4 separate regions of the Mus musculus genome follow, and all the other regions are linked to region 2. The links are chromatin contacts, called in public HiCAR-type and promoter capture Hi-C maps. All regions are on one chromosome and are shown on one strand. The core of a region is the stretch at or near the end of the contact, and the rest is flanking DNA. Distances in the headings are between cores, read along the strand shown. Region 1 holds the start of Gtf3c1 (general transcription factor III C 1). Region 2 holds the start of Spns1 (spinster homolog 1). Region 3 overlaps Qprt (quinolinate phosphoribosyltransferase). Region 4 overlaps D430042O09Rik (RIKEN cDNA D430042O09 gene).

Region 1 (5,043 bases), core at 1,222-3,721, 670 kb after region 2:
TCAGCTTCCTCCTGTTGGCTCTCTGAGACAAGATCTCACTATGTAGGTCAAACTGGCCTGGAAGCCTCAGCCTCCACATGCTGGGATAACAGGCATGCAGTCCCCACATGCATCTGGCTTACATATTTCCTATTAAGCTAGACATGGAGATTGGAGAAAATGTAAAATAAGCCATGTATAGTTATCATGCCAATAATTGTAATCAGGAGCCTGAAGCAAGAGGTTCAAAAGTTCAAAGCTAGTCCAAGCAATTTACTGACACTTTGTCTTAAAAGGGGTGGGACAGCCACTTGGTATACAGCTCAGCCTGGGGCAATTGCCTAGAACAAGTGAGATCAGGGGTTTAATCCCTAGCCCTAAAACAGAAGGAAAGCCGGGCAGTGGTGGTACACACCTTTAATCCCAGCATTTGGGAGGCAGAAGCAGGAGGATTTCTGAGTTTGAGGCCAGCCTGGTCTACAGAGTGAGGACAGAGTCCTGGACAGCCAGGGCTACACAGAGAAACCCTGTCTTGAAAAACCAAAGGGAAGGGGAAAAAAAAAAAGGTAAAAGGAAAGAAAAGGAGAAAGCCAGTTAAATGGCATGACAGCATTTGCATGTAATCCCAGCACCCAGGAGGCTAAGGCACGAGGATCGGGAACTCCGATTCATCCTTGTCTACACAGCAAGTTTGAAACTAGACTGAGTTACATTAGACCCTGTCCCAAAACAAAACAAAATCACAAAATCAAGAAGGGAAAGAAAGGGAGAGAGGAAATAGAAAGCTATTACTTTTTTTTTTTTTTTTTCCTATTTGGAGGAGGGGTACACACAGCTATCTTCACTTAAAAGATCTAAGTTCAGGAGTAAGAGTTTCCTGTTTCTTGTTTGTTTAGAGACAGGGCCTCCCCAAGTAGCTTAGCTTTGGCTGACCTGGCACTCACTTTGTAGAAGAGGTCATCCTCACAGAGATGTCCTGAGGGCTGGGGAAGAGGCATGCACCACCGCTCTTGGCCTGAGGTTCGTTCTAAGTGAATAAATGTCTTGAAATTTTGCATTTATGTGGCAGCATCACAGATATAATACACACTTATATTGCTTAAAGGTCTTGTAAAGGAAAGGCTTAAAGGAGTCCAAGGACTCCTAGATTTTAAGAACCACTGTTCGACAGCAGGACAGGGCAAACTGATAAAACGCATTTTTTTATAGTGCCTCGAGGACAAAGGACAAAGGCACCCTTTAAGCAGATGTAACACATTCGATGGTAACATGTCTTTCCATGCTACATCCACTGGCTTTCACAGCAATGCAGAAGGAAGGGGCAGTAATGAACTGTGAAGCAGCACAGACCCTTCCAGTCTCCTCAGACATCAGTGTTCCCATCTGAAAAGCTGGATATCAGAACAGCTATTCCCAGGGAGCGCCTGAGTGTCCACAGTGATTCTAACCAGGCTGCCTTTAGCCTTACGACTGACTAACTAACTGGCTATCATAGTTTGAGACTTGCTCCTAAAAACAATCTGCTTCTGTACAGATTGGCAACTGGTTTATCAGTCACAGCCCACCAAACTTGCTCCCGTAGACATGTGCACTGGCAAGCTCTGGAATGGAAGGCTTCTAAAATATTTTTTTTTTTCAGATTTTAAACTCCCATCGTCCAGGAGTCTTACTCATGCTGTCTCTTGATTAGCTATTTGACTTTGGCCAGGCAAAGTGGCCTGCCTTGTCTGAGCCTCAGCTCCCTCGCCTGTAAAATAAGTGACTATCCCAAAGGACTGCTGTGAAACGTTTGCACTTGTCAGTAGCTACAGAAACCCTGGCACCGAACAGTACTCAGTTCACGTGAGTTATCAACAATACCGAAGCACATAAAACTCTTCCCAGCCCTTTCCCTCCACTCCTGATGCCAGGAGCTGACAAACGTACTCCCAAGGGACACGCTTACCGCCAACCAACTTCGACATTCCCATCGCCCATCCCAGGACCCCCGCAATCCTCCTCACGCCTCCCCCGCGCCAATCTCTTCCCCGTCCCCCCTCCCTAAGTCTGAGAGAGGGACTCCTACAAAACCACTCCCAGCCGTGGTCCCCATCCCGCACCGCCAGAACCTTCCCCTCAGGCTGGACACCATCCTGGGCCGGGGTCCCTGTGGCTAGGCGTTCCTCCCTGAGACACCTCCGAGGGATGAGGGACGGCCGCCCAACCTCCCGGCGGGGCCCACGGACACTAACCGTCCATCCCTAGAGGCGGCGGTTCCGGCCTCCCGAACCGGAAGCGGCCCTGACAGTGTTTGCAGTTCCCCTGGTTACTACGGGGTTCCGGACCAATGGAGGAGGAACTCTGATCATTGAGCCCGCCCTCGGGTAGCGTGACGTCACGGCGGAGCGCTGGGACTCCCCATCAGTCCTCCCTAGGCCTCGGATCGCTGTACGCAGGCGCATTGGGCCCTGGCCTCGGCGGCGAGGTGCGCAGGCGCCCCGGGCGCTGCTAACTGAAGCGGCCATGGACGCGCTCGAGTCGTTGTTGGACGAGGTGGCCCTGGAGGGGCTCGACGGCCTGTGCCTGCCCGCGCTGTGGAGCCGCCTGGAATCCCGCTCGCCTGCCTTCCCATTGCCTCTGGAACCCTACACGCAGGAGTTTTTGTGGCGGGCTTTAGCCACGCACCCGGGCATCAGTTTCTACGAGGAGCCGCGAGAGAGACCTGACCTGCAGCTCCAAGACCGGTCAGCCACCAGGGGTGGGGCGAGGGCTGAGAGCCTGGAGCGGGGCAGGATGGTGCGATGCAGAACGGGGACCGTGGGACGTGGGGGATGGGCGCGGGAGGCGAGCAAACCTGAGCTCTGCGCCCTAGCAGGCCGGAGTAGATGAGCTGGGGGATGGGGTATCCGCTGTGACGGAACTGTTTCCCAGTGTGTTAAAGGAGCGAGTCTAAAGAGTTCCTTTAAGTTGGGTGATAGGACGGGAGTAGGAAAGTGGTTAAAAAGTGGGACTAGGTGAGGTCCTTCAGGGACCTTTAGGGAGCGTTCGTTCCGAAAGCTAAGGCAGCTCACTGGAGGTCTGCATAGCCCCGAATAGCAGTGAAAGAGTAGCCGAGGTGGACTGGGCGCTTCCCATAGGTGGGTTCCAAGACCCAGTTCTGGAAGCGACAGAACTCAGTTCCGCGACACTGAGCGAGACACTATTGTCTTTTCATTTTACAGAGGAGGAAACTGACGCCGAGAGGTTAAGGGATTAACCTTAGGTTAAGTACAGGATTCAGGGATTGCTAAATGCACTTTTCCCTTCTCCTATCTGTCCTTCTCCAGGAGCAGAATCCAGCTCCTTGCATGCTCTGCCCTTAGCCTCAGCCCACCCCTTACTCCCCTGTACAAGTTTTTGTTAAGAAAGGGCTGACGAGCTGGTCTTGGTGTTACACGCCTTTAATCCCAGCACTTGCGAGGCAGAGGCAGGCGGATTTCTGAGTTCGAGGCCAAGGCTACACAGAGAAACCCTGTCTCGAAAAACCAAAAAAAAAAAAGAAAAGAGAAAAAAAGAAAAAAAAAAGAAGAAAGAGCTGACAATACAGTTCAGTGTGATTTCATATCATACCCGCTTGCCTCTGCACTCTAGCACTTGGGTTACAGGCATGCCCTACCATGCCCTGCAAGTTGGAACTCTTAAGCTATATTATGAAGGTCAGAGGAGGTTCTAGAGGTAATAATGAACCAGATAAGTTTAGATTTAGGCGGCCACTTGGCAGAGTGCTCTGAACAAGCAACACCAAGTAGAATAGCTTAACGGGAGAGAAGTGAACTGCGTGCGCCTGAAGAGTACGCTTGGAAGCAGGGAGCGTGGAAAGTTTTACAACACCCTGAAGAGGAGGCTCAGGGGGTGAAGTGGGCATCCACTAGGATTCCAGGAAATTTAGGTCCAGGATCTACTCTGCCCTTGACTAAACTGTCTGAGAAAGAACCTGTGATCATCTAGTCCACTTGATGAAGCTGTCCTTTACTATAAAGACAGAGGGAAGTCTCCGGAGGGGGAGTGAGGCTGGTGACAGTGAAGCTGAGAGTCACAACCAGTCAGGGACTGGTTTATCCTGGTGGGGATGGGAATAAAGAAAGCATAGGATCAAGACATCCCAGGTAGCCTGGCCTAGTAGCACACACCTGTACTCCCTGCAGGCAGACTCCAGCAGGAGGGTCTGAAATCAAGGCCAGCTCCAGTTATATGGTGATTATTAAAAGGCAGTGGTGATGCACGCCTTTAATCCCACTTGGGAGGCAGAGGCAGGTGCAGTTTTGAGTTCGAGGCCAGCCTGGTCTACAGAGTGAGTTCCAGGACAGCCAGGGCTATACAGAGAAACCCTGCCTCGAATTCCCCCCTGCCACCCCCACCCCCCCAAAAAAAAGACAGTCTAATCGTGATGGCAGCACATGACTTTGGGCAGAGGCAGGCGATCTTTGAGGTTGAGGCCAGCCAGGTCTACAGAGTGAGCAGGACAGCCAGGGCTACACAGAGAACCTCATTCTTGAAATACCTAGTTAATTAATTAATTACAAATAAGAAAAAAAAAAAGCATGTTAGTAAGACAGTCCAGAGAATTTGGTGTCTGGTGCTATGGAGTGTGGAAAGACAGAAGTGAAAGTCTGTGTACTTGGTGTCTGCTGCTGAAACAACCTGAATGAACACTAATCCCCTCCCCAGAGTTGGTGGGGAAGAGCATTGGGTGAGTCTAGGGGAGTTGCTAACTGCATCTCCAGTCTCCTTTGAGTATAAGAGGTTCTGTTTAGTAAGGAGAGAATGCTGGTGGGTAAAGCAGCCAGGGGGAGGGGCTGGGCTAGACGTTTGTGAATCATTCTGGGCACTTGGTAATGAAGAGATCATCCCCAGGAGAGTGTTGTGATTGGACACCTCCTGAAACTACACCTACATTTCAAGGCTGGATAGAGGAGACTGCACCTTCAACCAAGATTAAAGTGTGGGTGGAGAAGGAAAGAGCAGGCCACAGTGTGTGCTGGGAAATTGATGGTTATATAGGACAAAGTTCACAGAAGGGACAACAGTTTTCTACAAATTTTAAAA
Region 2 (5,028 bases), core at 2,523-5,022:
AGGTGGCATTTCCTATGATCTCACTCCTCAGAGCCCCACAATGAAGCAGAAATATTACAGAGAAACTAACGCTTAATGAGATAACCCTGCTACCATCACCCACTGCAGAGTCAGATTTCCATACAAGTGGGCTGGACCTGAGACTCAGAATTCATGAGGTTGACACACTTGAGTGTGTATATAGTGTCCTGGGGTCCTTGGAAACCACTGGAGAGATGGCTCAGTGGCACAGAGTAGTTGCTGCAGAGGACCAGAGCTTAGTTCTCGGCACCCACATGAGGCAGTTCACATCTGCCTGAAACTGCCCAGGGGATCCAGTGCCCTCTTCCAGGTTCTCCAGACATTTGTACACACGTGGCATGTACTCACACAGATATAAACACAAATTATCATTTTTTAAAAATGGAAGGGCCAGGCCCGGCAGTGGTGGTGCACACCTTTAATCCCAGCACTCGGGAGGCAGAGGCAGGCAGATTTCTGAGTTTGAGGCCAGCCTGGTCTACAAAGTGAGTTCCAGGACAGCCAGAGTTATACAGAGAAACCTTGTCTCAAAAAAACAAAAAAATAAACAAACAAACAAAAAGCCTGGAAGGGCCTGCTGTGCTGGTACACACCTTTAATCCCAGCACTCGGGAGGCAGAGGCAGGCAGATTTCTGAGTTTGAGGTCAACCTGGTCTACAAAGTGAGTTCCAGGACAGCCATGGCTATACAGAGAAACCCTGTCTCAAAAAACAAAAAACAAACAAACAAACAAAAACCCAAAAACAAAAAAAAAAGAAAGTGGGTAGGGAGCTGGAGAGATTAGAGGTTCAGAGCACTTGCAGAGGACCCAGGTTCAGTTCCCAGCACCCTCATGGTGGCACCACTTGTTAACTTCAGTTCCAAGGGATTCCACATCACCTTCAGACTTCTGGGGGGCACCGGGCATATACATACATGCAGACAAAACACACATACTCATAAAATGTGTGTGTGCGTGTGTGTGTGTGTGTGTGTGTGTGTGTGTTTGTGTGTGTGTGTGTGTGTACTGGATCATGTGATTGCAGAAGTGAGGACCAGGTGCAGAAGCTCTGAGGAGGAGCCTGGGATGCTAATTTCTGTTGAGCATACTTGGCGGTGGTTCATGCGTGTAACCAGGCTAGCCTCAGCCTCCCAGGCGCTGGGATTGCAGACGTGCGCCTCCACAGGGACTGTTTTACCTTTCCTTATGTCCCTTTGCAATTTTCAGCTCCACAGCAGCAACACTTTCTAACACAGAGGTCGGTTCTTCCCGAAAGCTTCTGCAGAGCTGGTCACATCGTTTTTACTGTCCCACCTTAGCCTGAAGCAAGGCTCTAGCTGCCTCCACCTCTGCCTGATTGCCTGTTTCTTGCTTTCCCATCCGTTTGTAAGTGCCCAGCAAACACTGTCTTGTTCTTATCAATGATGTCTAGTTCCTGGTTCATGATCATATACGGTCATTGCCTCCCAAAGTCTACTGAAGGAATAAATTTCATGTCTCAGAGAACCCCACTGTCACCCATCTTAGTGAATGAGCCAGAAACAATGTGTCACCGTTGTCCCCTTTTTGTGCTGAGGGTGAAAACCGGGCCCTCATTCAGGTTGCACAGGTGCTCTGCCACTGAGCTATGTTCCAGCCAGGCTTCATACTTTGCTTTGTGATGCTAGGGATGGGGACCGAAAGCGCCATGCATCCGTAGCCCTGCAAGCTTCACCTTGAAATTTGCTTCGTCTTCCTTATCTACACCACGCCTGAACTCCACACCTTTTGATGGGGTTTTGATCTGTATAGCCCAGTAGCTTCCAACTTCAGTTTGTTCTCAGACCGGAGCCTTTCTGTTCCTCTCCATCCCGTGCCCCACCTGTAGTCTAGTAAAAGCAGTACTTTCTAAATTATAGAATTATTGTAATTTGTATTCAGATTGTATGTACATTAAGGTAAACAAGCAACCTGAGAGGGGTGGCTGACACCTTTAATCCCAGCATTCTGGAGGCAGAGGGAGGCAGGCAGATCTCTGTAAATCCCTTCATGCTCACTGCTCCCCTCCTAACCTTCAATCCATCTGCCACGGACTCAGCTTTTCTCAAATGCCAACATGATTTAAAAAAAAAATTTTTTTTGAGATAGAGACTCATTAGATAGCCCAGATAGAGTCAGTTTTCTGGGTTCAAGTGACCCACTTGCCTCCTGAGCATGTGGGATGCCTGGTGCGTGTGTCCAGACACTAGGTTTTCATTTGAATTGAGTAATGCAGTAGGCAACCTATTATGTCACGTTTCTTTCATCTCACAGTGTTTTACGTTTTTAATCTTTTATTACGTTTTTATTTTGTGTGCATGTCATGGCACATGTGTGAGGTAGAGGACAGCTTGTGGCAGGCAATCCTCTTCTGCCATTTGGATAGGGACAGAACTCAGATTGTCAGTATTGGTACCAAGTATTTTATCCTCTGAGCCACCTTGCTGGCCCTTACCTATTTTCGAACTCTCAATCTCTCTCTCTCTCTAACTTTCTCTTTCTCTCTCTCTTTCTTTCTCTGTCTCTGTATCTCATCATTATCTAGTCCAGGCTGACTTAAGACTCAATACAGTCCAGTCTTCAAATCCTCAAACTTTTATCTGCCTCTTCCTCTGCTGTGCTGAGAGGGATATTAAAAAAAAAAGATTTATTTTCTGTATATGGATACACTGTCGCTCTCTTCAGATACACTAGAGTAGGGCATTGGATCCAATGGTTGTGAGCCACTATGTGGGATTTGAACTCAGGACCTCTGAAAGAACAGTCAGTGTTCTTAACCACTGAGCCATCTCCAGCCCCAAGAGGAATCTTTAATTTTTTGTTTTGTTTTGTTTTGTTTTTTGTTTTGTCGAGACTGGGTCTTATGTACCCAAAGCCACATTAAAGTTAACTATTGCTATGTATCAAGGACCACTTTGAACTTCCAATTCTCCTCCTTCTACCTTTTGCAACGGGCTGGGTGAATGAGGTACTGGGGACTTGAGCCCAGGGTTTCAGGAATGCTTGGCAGTATTTACTATCAACTGAACTACATCCCAGTTCTGGAAGTGGGATCACAAAACAGTATTTTCATAGAATCATAGTATTTTGCATTCAGAATGTATGTATATTAAGGAAAACTAGCAACCTGAGACGGTTCGCCATGGAACACCTTTAATCCCAGCCTTCTGAAGGCAAAGGCAGGTGGATGCCTGTGAATTGGTGGCCACACTGGTCAAAAAAGGGAATTCCAGGACAGTCAGACATACAGAGAAACCTTGGAAATAAAAGAAAGAAAAATGAAAAAACAAGCCAAAAAAAAAAAAGCCTCTGCTCCGTGGGTGCTGAGATAAAAGGTTTGTTTAATTCACTGCCACACCTAGTGGGATTTTTTTTTTGTATGTTTTGTTTTCAAGACTAAAGGTATTAAAGGCATGTGCCACCAGCCAGATTGAGTTTGTTGTTGTTGGTTTATGATAAGGTTCCTCCGTGTAGCCCTGGTCACCCGGGAACTTGCTCAGTAAACCAGGCTAGCCTCGACCACAGAGATCGGCTGCCTCTGTCTCTTTAGTGCTGGGATTAGAGCCATATGCCATTTTTTGGTGCAGGGTACATTGCAGTTCATTGGTTCTGAGCCTCCGCCTGTCCTCCAGGAGAGACACCAGAGGGCGCGAGGACACTAGTCTTGGTTGGAGAAAAACTCGAGGCCATAGACAAAACATCCTCTTCCTCCTAAACTCTAGCATCTTTTCTTGGAGGCAGGGTCTCACTCAGTATGTAGCCCTGGCTGACCTGGAACTCGCTATGTAAACCAGGCTGTCCTTGAAATTGCAAAGATCTCCGTCCTTCTGCCTTCTCCTGGGACTAAAGGTATGCGCTACTACGCCCGACTCTATAGGAATCTAAATGTCCACAGTGAAAGCTCATGATTGGTAAACAAAAGGAGGCAGCTGCTCGCCGCTATTCATCCAACAATTACTGAGCAATGAAGCCATCAGCCAGTCACTGAAGAAGAAAAGAGGAAACAACTCACTAGCATCTGTAGAGATGTAATATTTCCAAATAATCCACTATCTCGTGAAATCGGATAAATGGGTATTCCATCTAGGCGATTGATTACACCAGCTTGCGAGGCCCCCTGGAGGCTACTGGTGGAAGTAGGAACGAGCGTCGGGTTACCATAGCGGAGGAGCCCTAGAAACCCTGGAGGCTTCCGTAGGCGGTGGCAGGTCACGTGTTCAATCCTTGCACCGGGTGACTTTCTCCGGTAGGGCTCCGGTGTCACATGACCTGCTCTTGGGCAACATGGCGGCAGTTGTGTTGCTGAGCTTGGACTGAGCAACAGCGAGTGTGGCGCGCTCCTTCCCGGGCTTTGGAGTGCGTCAGCGTGAGAAGAGGGACTGGGTCCTGGTCTTCCTGCTCCTGTCCCAGCGTCACCTGCACCTCCTGTGTGCTCTCCTCTGTCGGAACCAGAGGGAATGACGAAGCCCAGGGCTTTTCGCAGTGGTGCACTGTGCATCGGACCACGCTCCTAGGCGATAGTGGGCAAGTCTTCTCGCAGTCCTCTCTCCAACCTCCTTCCGTCGGAGGTAGGACCGAAGCGTGGGCGGTTGCGATTCCCCAGGGACCATGGCCGGGTCCGACACGGCGCCCTTCCTCAGCCAAGCAGATGATCCTGATGACGGGCCAGCGCCCGGCCATCCGGGGTTGCCAGGACCCATGGGGAATCCAAAGTCCGGGGAACTCGAGGTCCCAGACTGTGAGGGGCTACAGCGCATCACTGGCTTATCTCGGGGCCATTCGACCCTCATAGTGGTGGTTCTGTGCTACATTAACCTCCTGAACTACATGGACCGCTTCACCGTGGCAGGTACGCACTGATGCTCCGAAGAAGGGATATAGGCAAGGGAGAAGTTCCCCAGGATAGGGTCGCCTCTTGGCGCTCATTCTTTGTTTTTTCTTTCCAGGGGTTCTTACAGACATCGAGCAGTTCTTTAACATCGGAGATGGTAGTACTGGCCTCATCCAG
Region 3 (4,630 bases), core at 1,919-4,418, 740 kb before region 2:
TAGTAGGTTTGCCGCTCTTATTTAAATCTTTTGTGTTTCCCTTTCCTCCCTGGGGCCTCCTCCCCCATCCTCCCCACTTTCCTGCCGGTTTGCATGCAACTCCTCTGGCCTGCCTGTGGAGCCTGCTCTGGATTTGTAGGTCTGGCTAGAATCTGGGGAGTTGCCTGTGCTGATCGGGCTGGCCTCAAACTTACCGAAATTTGCCGCCGGCCGCCTGCCAAGTGCTGGGATCAAACCCGTGTGTTCTGCCTGGTCTGCCTTTCCCTCCTAACATTAACACTGCCCTGGATTTGAGGCCAGGGGATTCACAGCTGTGGGAACCCTGGGAAGTTACCCAGAAGGATTCTAGGTTTCTGCATCTGGAAGATGCTTCAGGGTGGTAGGGAAACTCAACCACCTTTGCAAGTGTCCCGGTTCCTGAGTTCTTTACTGAGGAACTGTGGGTGGGTGTTCAGGGAGGGCATGGATGCCCAACATGAATATGAAATTCTGAGAAAATAGCCATGGATTCCCTTTTCTGAGAAAGGGGGTTCAATAATGGCATTTTTCATCCAACCCGGGTTTCTGAATTTTTAAACTTATTATTGTATGTGAGTGCATGGTGGTGGGGGTGTCAGGTGTCACAGTGTGGAGGTCAGAGGACATCTTTTCAGAGGTTGTTCTCTTCTTCTTTCCACCTTTGTACGTCTCTGGGGATGGAGCTTGGGGCCTCCTGAACTGTCTTTCCCCTCTGATTATTCATTTAGTTTTGAGACAGGTCCTCACTGTGGAGCCCTAGCTGGGCTGGAACACTCAGCAATCTTCCTGCCTATGCCTCCCGGGTGCCGAGATTAAAGGGGTGTGCCTGGTTTTGTTTATTCCTAAGACAGAGTATTTTTTTAATATTTTAAATTCTGTTTATGCATGGCAGGAGTTATGCACACATGTGTGGGGTTGCCAGATGCCATAGGCATTGGGTCTCCCTACAGTTACAGGCGGTTGTGAGCCACCTGATGTGTGTGCTAGGAACAGAACTTGGATCTTCTGCAAGAACAGTGTGGACTTAACCTTTGAGCCTCAGTGATATGCAGGGCCACATCTCCAGGGTCTTGATTCACAGCCCAACATGGCTTGCAACTCATGTAGCTCAGAGTGACCTTGAACTTACGATGAGCCCCAGCCTCCCAAGTGCTGACATTACTGGTGTGTGATCCACCACAGGCTCCAGACCCAAATTCTTAATAAGAATAAATTAAAAACCTCACATACTCAAGGATGGGGTCTCGAGAGAGGGCTCAGTGGGTAAAGTACCAGCCTTACCAGCATGAGTTCAGATTCCCCAGGACTCACACAAAAGTTAGCCTGCAATGCTCACACTCGGTGTGTTGAAGAGGCGGAGGGGTGGGAGTTGTAGGCAGATCCTGAGTTGAGCTCAGGAATGATAGAAAAACACAGTAGACATTAGCCAGGTGTGAGTTTGAGGCCAGCCTGGTCTACATAGTGAGTTTCAAGAGGATCAGAGCTACACACTGAGGTCTTGTCTTGAAAAAGAAAAGCACACTGGTCATTAGTCTCTGGCCTCTATACACAGGCTCAAATGTGTGTGCGTGCACACACGTGCACATACACACTCACACACACTCCCCTCATGGACATCTCTGTGGCCTCCCAAGCACAGAGCTTAGAGGGGACCCCAGAGTCACCTACATAAAATCCCATTTCTGACACTTGACAGCTATGCCACCTAGACCCCATACTTCACCTTGCTGTGCTCAGCTTTCTTGTTGGTAAATTAAAAATAGTGTCTTTCCCAGAGGATTGTGGGATTAAACACCTTCACAAAGGGCTGGTAGCCAGAAACAGGGTAGAGAGGGAGCCTTCAACTTTGTCCCTGTTCTTTGTTGTTTGAGTCAGGATTTCTCTGGGTAGCCATGGCTATCCTAGAACTCACTCTGTAGATCAGGCTGACCTTGAACTCCGAGCTCCACTTCTGGAACCCTGACTCTCCATGTTTGGCGAGTCAGACTCTCTTCCTGTTTCTTCATGAGCTGGAGATGGAGGTTCCTCCCACTCACCCTATTGGCCTCTCGGAGCCAATGCTCACATCGCAGGACTCACCTCCCAGCATCTGGTCCTTTCTCTTTTGCTTCCCTCTGCCCTTAAGGTTCTGGTCCACACTGCTGCCTCAAGCATGTGACATCTGATGTTTGACTCTGGCTCAGGCAGAAGGCTGGCGAGGACCAGTGACCTGCATAACATAAGCCAGGACACGGTAGACAAGGAAAGGGCTCGACACCCAGGCTGGGGAGTCAGGGAAACAAAGGGTCAGCCAGTCTAGAGTGCCACAGAAGTCCCTGGGAGCCAGTAGACACAGTGGGCATACTGGGCAAGGACTGAGCCCTGGAGCTGTGACCTTGATGTGACCTTTAGAAGCACACCCTGTTGTCACAGTTCACTCTGGTTCACCGCCTCTCGCCAAAGCTCTTTCAATAGCTTCCTAACCAAGAACCCTAGACACGGTTTAAATGTATACATGTGTGCAGGCAAGCATGCGCCATAGAGTGGAGGTCAGAGGGCAACTTCCTGGAGTCAGTTCTCTCCTTCCACCACGTGGGTTCTGGGAATAAACTAAGTCATCAGACTTGAAGGCAAGTGACTTTGCACACTGAGCCGGCTCACTGGCCCCTAAATATTAAAACCGCAATCTTCATTGTTTTTATCCTCTGACTTCCAATCAAAATTCTATAGTGACTCTATAGAGCCTGGCTCTGCCTGGCTCTGCCTGGCTCTTTTCACTACGCATCTTTTTCTCTCTTTCCTTTCTCTCTTTCCTTTCTCAGAACCTGAACCACATTTGCCAGTATCCACCACATCTCCAGGGTGCCTGCAGCCTCTCTCTACCATTGAGCAGTCTCTCTGGAGGAGGTCTAACTTGTGTTCAGAGCCAGCCCTTTGCAGCCTCTCCTTCGCCCTCACACTCTCAGCAAATCATCCCCCCGCCACCCCTCCAAGTGTGTGCGCCGCTCCAGCCCTCGGTCATAGGGGGTCTCTACTGGGTCCTATTTGGAAGTCATTTCTGTTCCCTAGGAAATGAGGGTATTTGGAAAGGACGCATCAGGGAGGAGCTGTGTTGACTAGCCTCTATCTCCACCTGCTGTTTGTCCAATGAATCAACAAAGAAAGCCGAGGGAAGAGCTGAGCTGGGAGACAGACTCCTGAGCCCTGACACTGGTGGCTAGGCTGGACTCAGATGTGAGTGTCCCTCTGCCTCACAACAGGCAGTCCTGTGACTCCTGTGACAATCACCTTCAGAGAGCCCAAGGGAACATGGGCGGAGTCAGGATAGCAGTCCAGATGTTTCTGACTCATACCTCCCACCATTCTCATTAGGCCAGGAGCCAGCCCGGCTTTATGACCGAGCCTGAACTTCCCAGTAGTGTGGACTTACCCTATTTTTCTTACCCAGTATCAGACTGAAGTTACCCTAAGGAGATGTTTGCTTGTGCCTTCTCTTTGGCTGAGACATTACTGAACTAATGGTCTCCAAAACTTTAGAATTTCCTGGGAACCTCATGCTGAAGCCCAGGGGCAGCCAGCTGGGGAGGGTGTGTCCAGTAGGAGGCTACACACAGGCTACTGGTCACACCGCCTTGTCAGAGGAGCGCTAGGATGGGCAGAAGCATCCCTGGTCAGGACGGCTTAGTTTATTCATGCTTCTTGCCCTGTATCTAATCTAGACCTCAGGTGAAGATCCCAGTGATGGCTCAGGCAGGCCTTGAATTTGAAATTCTCCTGTCCCAGTGTCTTTTGTAGTTAAAGTTACAGGCTCATACCACCACTCCTGAAACACTTTTTTTTTCTTTTTTTAGGATTTATTTATTTATTTTATGTATATGGGTACACTGTAGTTGTCTTCAGACACACCAGAAGAGGGCGTCAGATCACATTGCAGGTGGTTGTGAGCCACCATGTGGTTGTTGGGAATTGAACTCAAGACCTTTGGAAGAGCAGTCAGTGCTCCTAACCACTGAGCCATCTCTCCAGCCCCCAAACACCTTTTTTTGTTGTTCATTTAAAACAAAAATTTAAAGAAAAGGTCTCATTTGACCAAGGCTGGCTTCAAACCATCTATTTTGCTAAGGGTGACCTTGAACTTCTGATCCTTGTCTCCATCTCCAAATGCTGGAATTACAGGTGTGCGGGAGATGGCACCCAGGGCTTCCTGCATGCCAGGTAAGCACTCCAGCAGATTAGCTATATATCATGGCTGCCAAGCCAATTTTATCAGAGTTTTATTCTCCCCCAGATAAAAAGGTATCCCGTGGGGCCCAAGAGAGGGCTCAGCCATTAAGATCATTGGCTGCTCTTCCAGAGGTCCTGAGTTCAATTTCCTGCAACCACTTGGTGGCTCACAATGATCTGTAATGGATCCAATGCCCTCTTCTGGCGTCTGAAGACAGCAACAGTGTACTCATATACATAAAATAAACAAATAAATCTTTTTTTTTTTAATAAAATAAGGTCTCCCATGAGAGATCAGGTTTACCGCCACGTGAGATTATCCTCTCCACAGTCCAGGTGCCTAGGAGAAACTTCTCCACAGATGACGTGGCAAGGGCTCTAGTCAGTGGCGGCTGACAGCTGTCCCCCC
Region 4 (4,757 bases), core at 2,094-4,593, 600 kb after region 2:
TAATTTGGCTAGCTTGTTGGGTGAGAAAACCTCATGGGTTATCCTTGTCTCCAGCACTGGGGTTACAAATGAGTGTACCATGCCTGGCTTTTTCCATGGGTGCTGGGGCTCTAACTCAAATCTTCACACTTGTGCAGCAAGCAGTCTACCCACTGCAGCACCTCCACAGCCTGTGGAACACTGTCCTGCTGTTTATCTCGTCATTTCCAGACCCACTTAAGAGCTCTGCCCAAAAGTCCATCTTACTACTGCATCCTGAATTATTAGGAGAATCTTGTCTCTGTCCATGCTGCAGGGAGCACTGGGATGTCCCTGTGTGTTCAGAAGGGACACAGTCATGAGGCTTGAAGCTGGTGGGAGAATTGGCATCCTAGGTATAAGCATGGAGACCCTGCACAGTATCAGCACCTCTCTGTCTGAGAGTGTGTGTGTGTATGTGTGTGTGTGAGTGTGTGTGCGTGTATGTGTGTGTAGGGGTTGCTCTTCGGCTGCTCACCCTGCCATCTGCCTTTCCTGACCACTACCTTCTGTTGCCACTCCCACACTGGTCTGATCACACTCTTTCAATCTGTCAAAACCACTGAAGACATAGCCACTACACTACATGGCCAAGCCATTATATCCTAAACAGTGTTCTAAGCTACTGGTTGAGTGAGTTGAGTGTGGAAAGATAGCCATAGTGTTTTGTGGAGTAAAGTAATAATAATAATAATAATAATAATTAATAATAATAATAATGTAGGCTTATCAAATAGGATAGATGGCAAACCTCACTTATGTTAAACTAGCAATAAAAAATATGTCTAGCTACTCAGAAGGCTGAGGCAGGAGGATTTCAAGGTAAAGCCTGCTTGGGCTACAGAATGAGTTCAAAGGCCCTGCCTTGAAATTTAAGACATGAAAAGAGGACTGAGACGACAGTTCAGAGGGTGCTTATGTAGCATATGAAGGGCCTATATTCAATCCTGCATACTACAAAAAATGATAAGTCAGAATAAATGAAAGGGAGCACTTGCTTACGGGTTCTGCTATCTGCATTATCAGAAATTCCCAGGTAACAGCCCTTCCCTGTCAGCCAGCACTTGCTTTGTAAGTCTCCCTGTAGGAGCAGCCTGCCATAGTGCCTGCTGTGGTAGGTCAGGCTCCTCTGGGGATGCCTGGACAATGGCAGCATGCACCTGTAATAATGACACTAGGCTGTATCTGTGGGGATAAAATCTTTACCTTATTGTTGGACCCACACTGTGATGGTGGCTTTTGTCAACTGGACACAACCTAGAGTCATCTGGGAAGTGTCTCAATGAGGAACTGTCTAGATCAAGTTGGCCTGTAGACATGTCTTGATTGTGCTAACTGAAACAGGAAGCAGCACTCATGGTGGGTGGCACCATTCCCTAGGCAGGGGATCCTGCACTGTGTAAGGTGGAGAAAAAGAGCTGAGCGCTAACATGCAGGAATTCATCCATTGCTCCCTGCTCTTGATGATGAGTTTAATGACACTGGCTGCTTCAAGTTCTTGCCACCTTAATGTCCTTGCTATGACAAACTCTAATCCAAAATTCTAACCTAAAAATAACCCTTTTTCCCTTAAATTGCTTTTGTCAGGGTACTTTATCATAGCAACAGAAATGAAACAAATATACACAATGGGGAGAAAGCTATGAAGGGCTTCTGGAGAGTTTCCCAGTGGTTATGGCTTCATGTGGCTTAACAGGGCCTGGTGATCACAAACTTGGAAGTACCTCTCCCTGAGATGGACACAGGCTCTCTGCTCCCCACCCCCAGATGCAATAGACAGGCCACCTATAAGCAGTCTGGACAATGATGCACAGGGCACGGGGCTCTGAAAAGACTACTGGGGTGGAGAGATGGCCACTGACCTGGTGCAAGCCTGCCATACCTGTGTTCAGTCTTTGGATCTCACAGTTGAAGGAGAGAACTGACTCCTGAAAGCTAACCTTTGACCTCCACACATGTGAAGAGTGACACACTTGTACTGCCCCTCACACACACAAATAATAATAAAGAAAAATTTAATTTTAAGACTTTAATTTTAGACATTTTGGATTCATTCTTGATTCCTAAAGAAACCACTTCCTCAGATGGAGACTGAGTCTCCCACAACAACACTTATAGCATGGGCCCAGGTACTGGGTCCAAACTCTCTAGAAAGAGCTCCCCTGTGTTAGAGTTGGAAAACTGGTCAGAACCCTATGGAGGCCTCTTATCCAGCATAAGAAAACCCTGTCTCTGCCACAGTCCCCAGCCTCAACCCCCCAGTCCCCACAGTCCCCCAGCCTACTGTCCTGCTCACAGCTGCTCCTCCAAGCCTGCTCACCTCACAAGAGGCTGTGTCTCAGTACTAAACAGGAACCTCTGCCTGTCTTTCCCTGTTCCCACAGTCCAATCTGCTGTTTCCAGAGCCCTGTCACCTCCTGACACACTACATGCTCTTTTATTTGGCTCTCTAGCAGCCCTGAATGTCCTGAAACTCACTATGGAGGCCAGCCTGGCCTCCAACTCTGAGATCTGCTTGTACCTGCCTCTGGAGTGCTGAGATTAAAAGTGTGCACCATCAAGTCCCACCTGTGTGCTTATTTATCAACTACTTTATCTTCAGCATCTGGGAGTATGTGGCATGGACCATGCACCTTGGGGACACACCTCTGGTTCCAGCAGCCAGCCCAGTCATTCCTCATAAGAAAGTATACCATGGACAAATGTGGTGATTCATGCCTTTGATCCCAACACTTGAGAGGCAAAGGCAGGTGGATCTCTGTGAGTTCAAGGCCAGGTTTGCCTACATAGTGAATTCTAAGCCAGCCAAGGCCACATAGTGATACTATCTCTCAAAAAGAAAAAGAAAACAAACAAAAAAGTATAACATAGTACACATCAAGCAGTTGGGAAACAGGAGCATTATGATTCATGGCTAGCCTGGGCTACAATGTAGGTCCTTGTGCTGGAAAAGAAGAGTAGAAAGAAGAAGGAGGAGAAGGAGGAGGACCCCAATCACCTGACTATTTTTAAAGGAAGGAACCCCCCCAATTCATATCATCACATGGAATCTCCTGATTGTATCAGTGTTGGCTGCTCATTGAATCTTCCCACAGCACCATACAAGGCAGCATACAGGGGCTGAGAGAGCACGCCTCCAGGATGCCAGTCTGCAACTCAAAGCCACCAAGGAACTGAATTTCACAGGATGTGATGGAAAGCAAAAGGCTGGCATGTTCCGGCGGCGGCGGCAGAGGGGAGGTGCAAAGCCTCTATGTGGATGCGGATCCCTTCTGCTCCAGCTCAGGCCTCACTTGCTTCATGCCGGGCTGGTATATTTAGCCATGCCTAGCGTGGCTTCTGTGCCTGTGCAGATGGCAGCTCTCAGGGCTTCTTTCTGCTGTGGCAGGCAAGTAGCACCACTGTCTGTCTCTCTCCCCCTTTGCAGGGAAATAACTCCAAGGGGAAATTGACTGTGAAGCCTTAAGGAGAGCCCTCTCAAGATGTGGAGAAAGGCAGGAAAGAAATATAATCAGGTGCTCACAGTGGGGAACGTGAAGTGCTGGCAGAGCGGCAGGGGCTGCAACTGAGCATGTGCACCAAAGACTGCTACTAAGGCTACTAACGCTGAGGGCAGGAGAAGCCTGGTGGGAGGGGGCCTCTGCAGTCCACTGTGCAGGCTGCTGGGAGCCTGCCAAAGAGGAAAAGGTATCAACTTAACAGAAGGTGCCAGGCGCTTCACCATGGACAAACAATGCTCTCCAGCTCAAACGGCGCACAGCACTCTGGGACCTGGTGTGGGTGTAGGACTATAAGCGACTGGACATGGCTAAGATCCCAGCTGAAAGAAAATGAAGGTGTGTTTTATCCAGACTGATCCCAAGCATGGGGCTGTTGGTAAGTTCAAAAGCAAATCGTGAGCCAGGTGTGGAGGTGCTAGCAGGAAAACCCTGCCTGTGAGGCTATCTGGGACTACATAGTAAAGCCTCTCAAAAAGACGAGGAGGAGAGCTGCGAGAAGAAAGGAACCGGGAGAAGTCAGTGGGTAAAGGTGCTAGCCGTGGAAGCCTGTGACCTGAGTTCATCACCCAGAACCCACATAAAGGTGGAAGGAGAACCGAGTTCTAAGGTTGACTTCTCAGGTCCTGTATGAGCTACAGCGTGTACACACACACACACACACACACACACACACACACACACACAAAGAGAGAAAGAGAGAGAACAAACTACATGTGTGCAATTTGTGCAAGTGTACATAGACCCCTTTCACCTAGCATGTGGGGTAGGAGGATCCCAGCTCCTTCTCTGCTTGAGCAAATAAAAACTGTGAACACAGAGCAGGTTTCTTGGACAGAATTCCCTGCTCCTTTCTCTTTCTGTCATTCACATTTCAGCAACCATAAGTCAGGGAAGGAGAAGGCCCTGTCTGAGGCTATGAATCCGCAGGCCCATAGCTGAGTGATACAGTTGAACAATGGGGCATGTTCTACTTAGCAATTTGACTTTCGCCTGCAGTCTCTCCAGAATGTTGCTTCTATACAACAAGAAGAAATGATGTATTCATTCATTTTAATTATTAAAGCTGTCCCCCCAGAACAGTGGTTCTCAACCTTCCTAATACTTTGGCCCTTAATACCGTTCTTTATGTTGTGGTGACCCTCAACCATAAAATTATCTCACTGCTACTTCATAACTGTAATTTTGCTACTGTTATGAATTGTAATATAAATATCTGTGTTTTCCCGATGGTCATTTGAC

Evidence for each region. Promoter capture Hi-C pulls out the DNA fragments that hold promoters and counts their contacts. HiCAR-type assays count read pairs that join an accessible place to other places.
Region 1: a HiCAR-type map of astrocytes shows a contact between it and region 2, with 2.0 times the contacts expected there. The contact joins the promoter of Gtf3c1 here to the promoter of Spns1 in region 2. A contact is called at or near these places in 3 of 39 promoter capture datasets (the HPC-7 cell line, HPC-7-derived erythroid cells and pre-B cells) and 1 of 115 datasets of contacts at active chromatin or transcription factors (astrocytes).
Region 3: a promoter capture Hi-C map of the SN4741 cell line shows a contact between it and region 2, with 5 times the contacts expected there. The contact joins the enhancer-like site here to the promoter of Spns1 in region 2. A contact is called at or near these places in 7 of 39 promoter capture datasets (HPC-7-derived erythroid cells, the SN4741 cell line, hippocampal neurons and 4 more).
Region 4: a promoter capture Hi-C map of hippocampal neurons shows a contact between it and region 2, with 4 times the contacts expected there. The contact joins the enhancer-like site here to the promoter of Spns1 in region 2. A contact is called at or near these places in 4 of 39 promoter capture datasets (the HPC-7 cell line, hippocampal neurons, liver and 1 more), 1 of 484 Hi-C or Micro-C datasets (large pre-B cells) and 1 of 9 other capture datasets (embryonic stem cells).

What each region holds. Positions count from the first base shown.
Region 1 is chr7:125,705,116-125,710,158 of GRCm38.p6, reverse strand. It overlaps Gtf3c1 (general transcription factor III C 1), which reads left to right and starts at 2,471. Exons shown (of 37, transcript NM_207239.1): 1 at 2,471-2,702. The coding sequence starts at 2,482. D430042O09Rik (RIKEN cDNA D430042O09 gene) reads right to left here and starts at 2,289. Exons shown (of 28, transcript NM_001081022.2): 1 at 2,211-2,289. The coding sequence starts at 2,217.
Region 2 is chr7:126,376,678-126,381,705 of GRCm38.p6, reverse strand. Spns1 (spinster homolog 1) reads left to right here and starts at 3,772. Exons shown (of 12, transcript NM_023712.3): 1 at 3,772-4,869; 2 at 4,967-5,028. The coding sequence starts at 4,629.
Region 3 is chr7:127,116,754-127,121,383 of GRCm38.p6, reverse strand. All of the region lies in intron 1 of Qprt (quinolinate phosphoribosyltransferase), which reads left to right. Among named protein-coding and RNA genes, the nearest start is that of Qprt, 3.0 kb to the left of the region's middle. Within about 2 kb of position 3,168, at least 89 of the 459 cell types and tissues checked have an H3K27ac peak or open chromatin away from gene starts, as enhancers often do. A contact at or near this core is called in the SN4741 cell line and liver, where this site is marked.
Region 4 is chr7:125,771,982-125,776,738 of GRCm38.p6, reverse strand. The region is part of intron 6 of D430042O09Rik (RIKEN cDNA D430042O09 gene); the gene reads right to left. Among named protein-coding and RNA genes, the nearest start is that of D430042O09Rik, 66 kb to the right of the region's middle. Within about 2 kb of position 3,343, at least 29 of the 459 cell types and tissues checked have an H3K27ac peak or open chromatin away from gene starts, as enhancers often do. A contact at or near this core is called in hippocampal neurons, where this site is marked.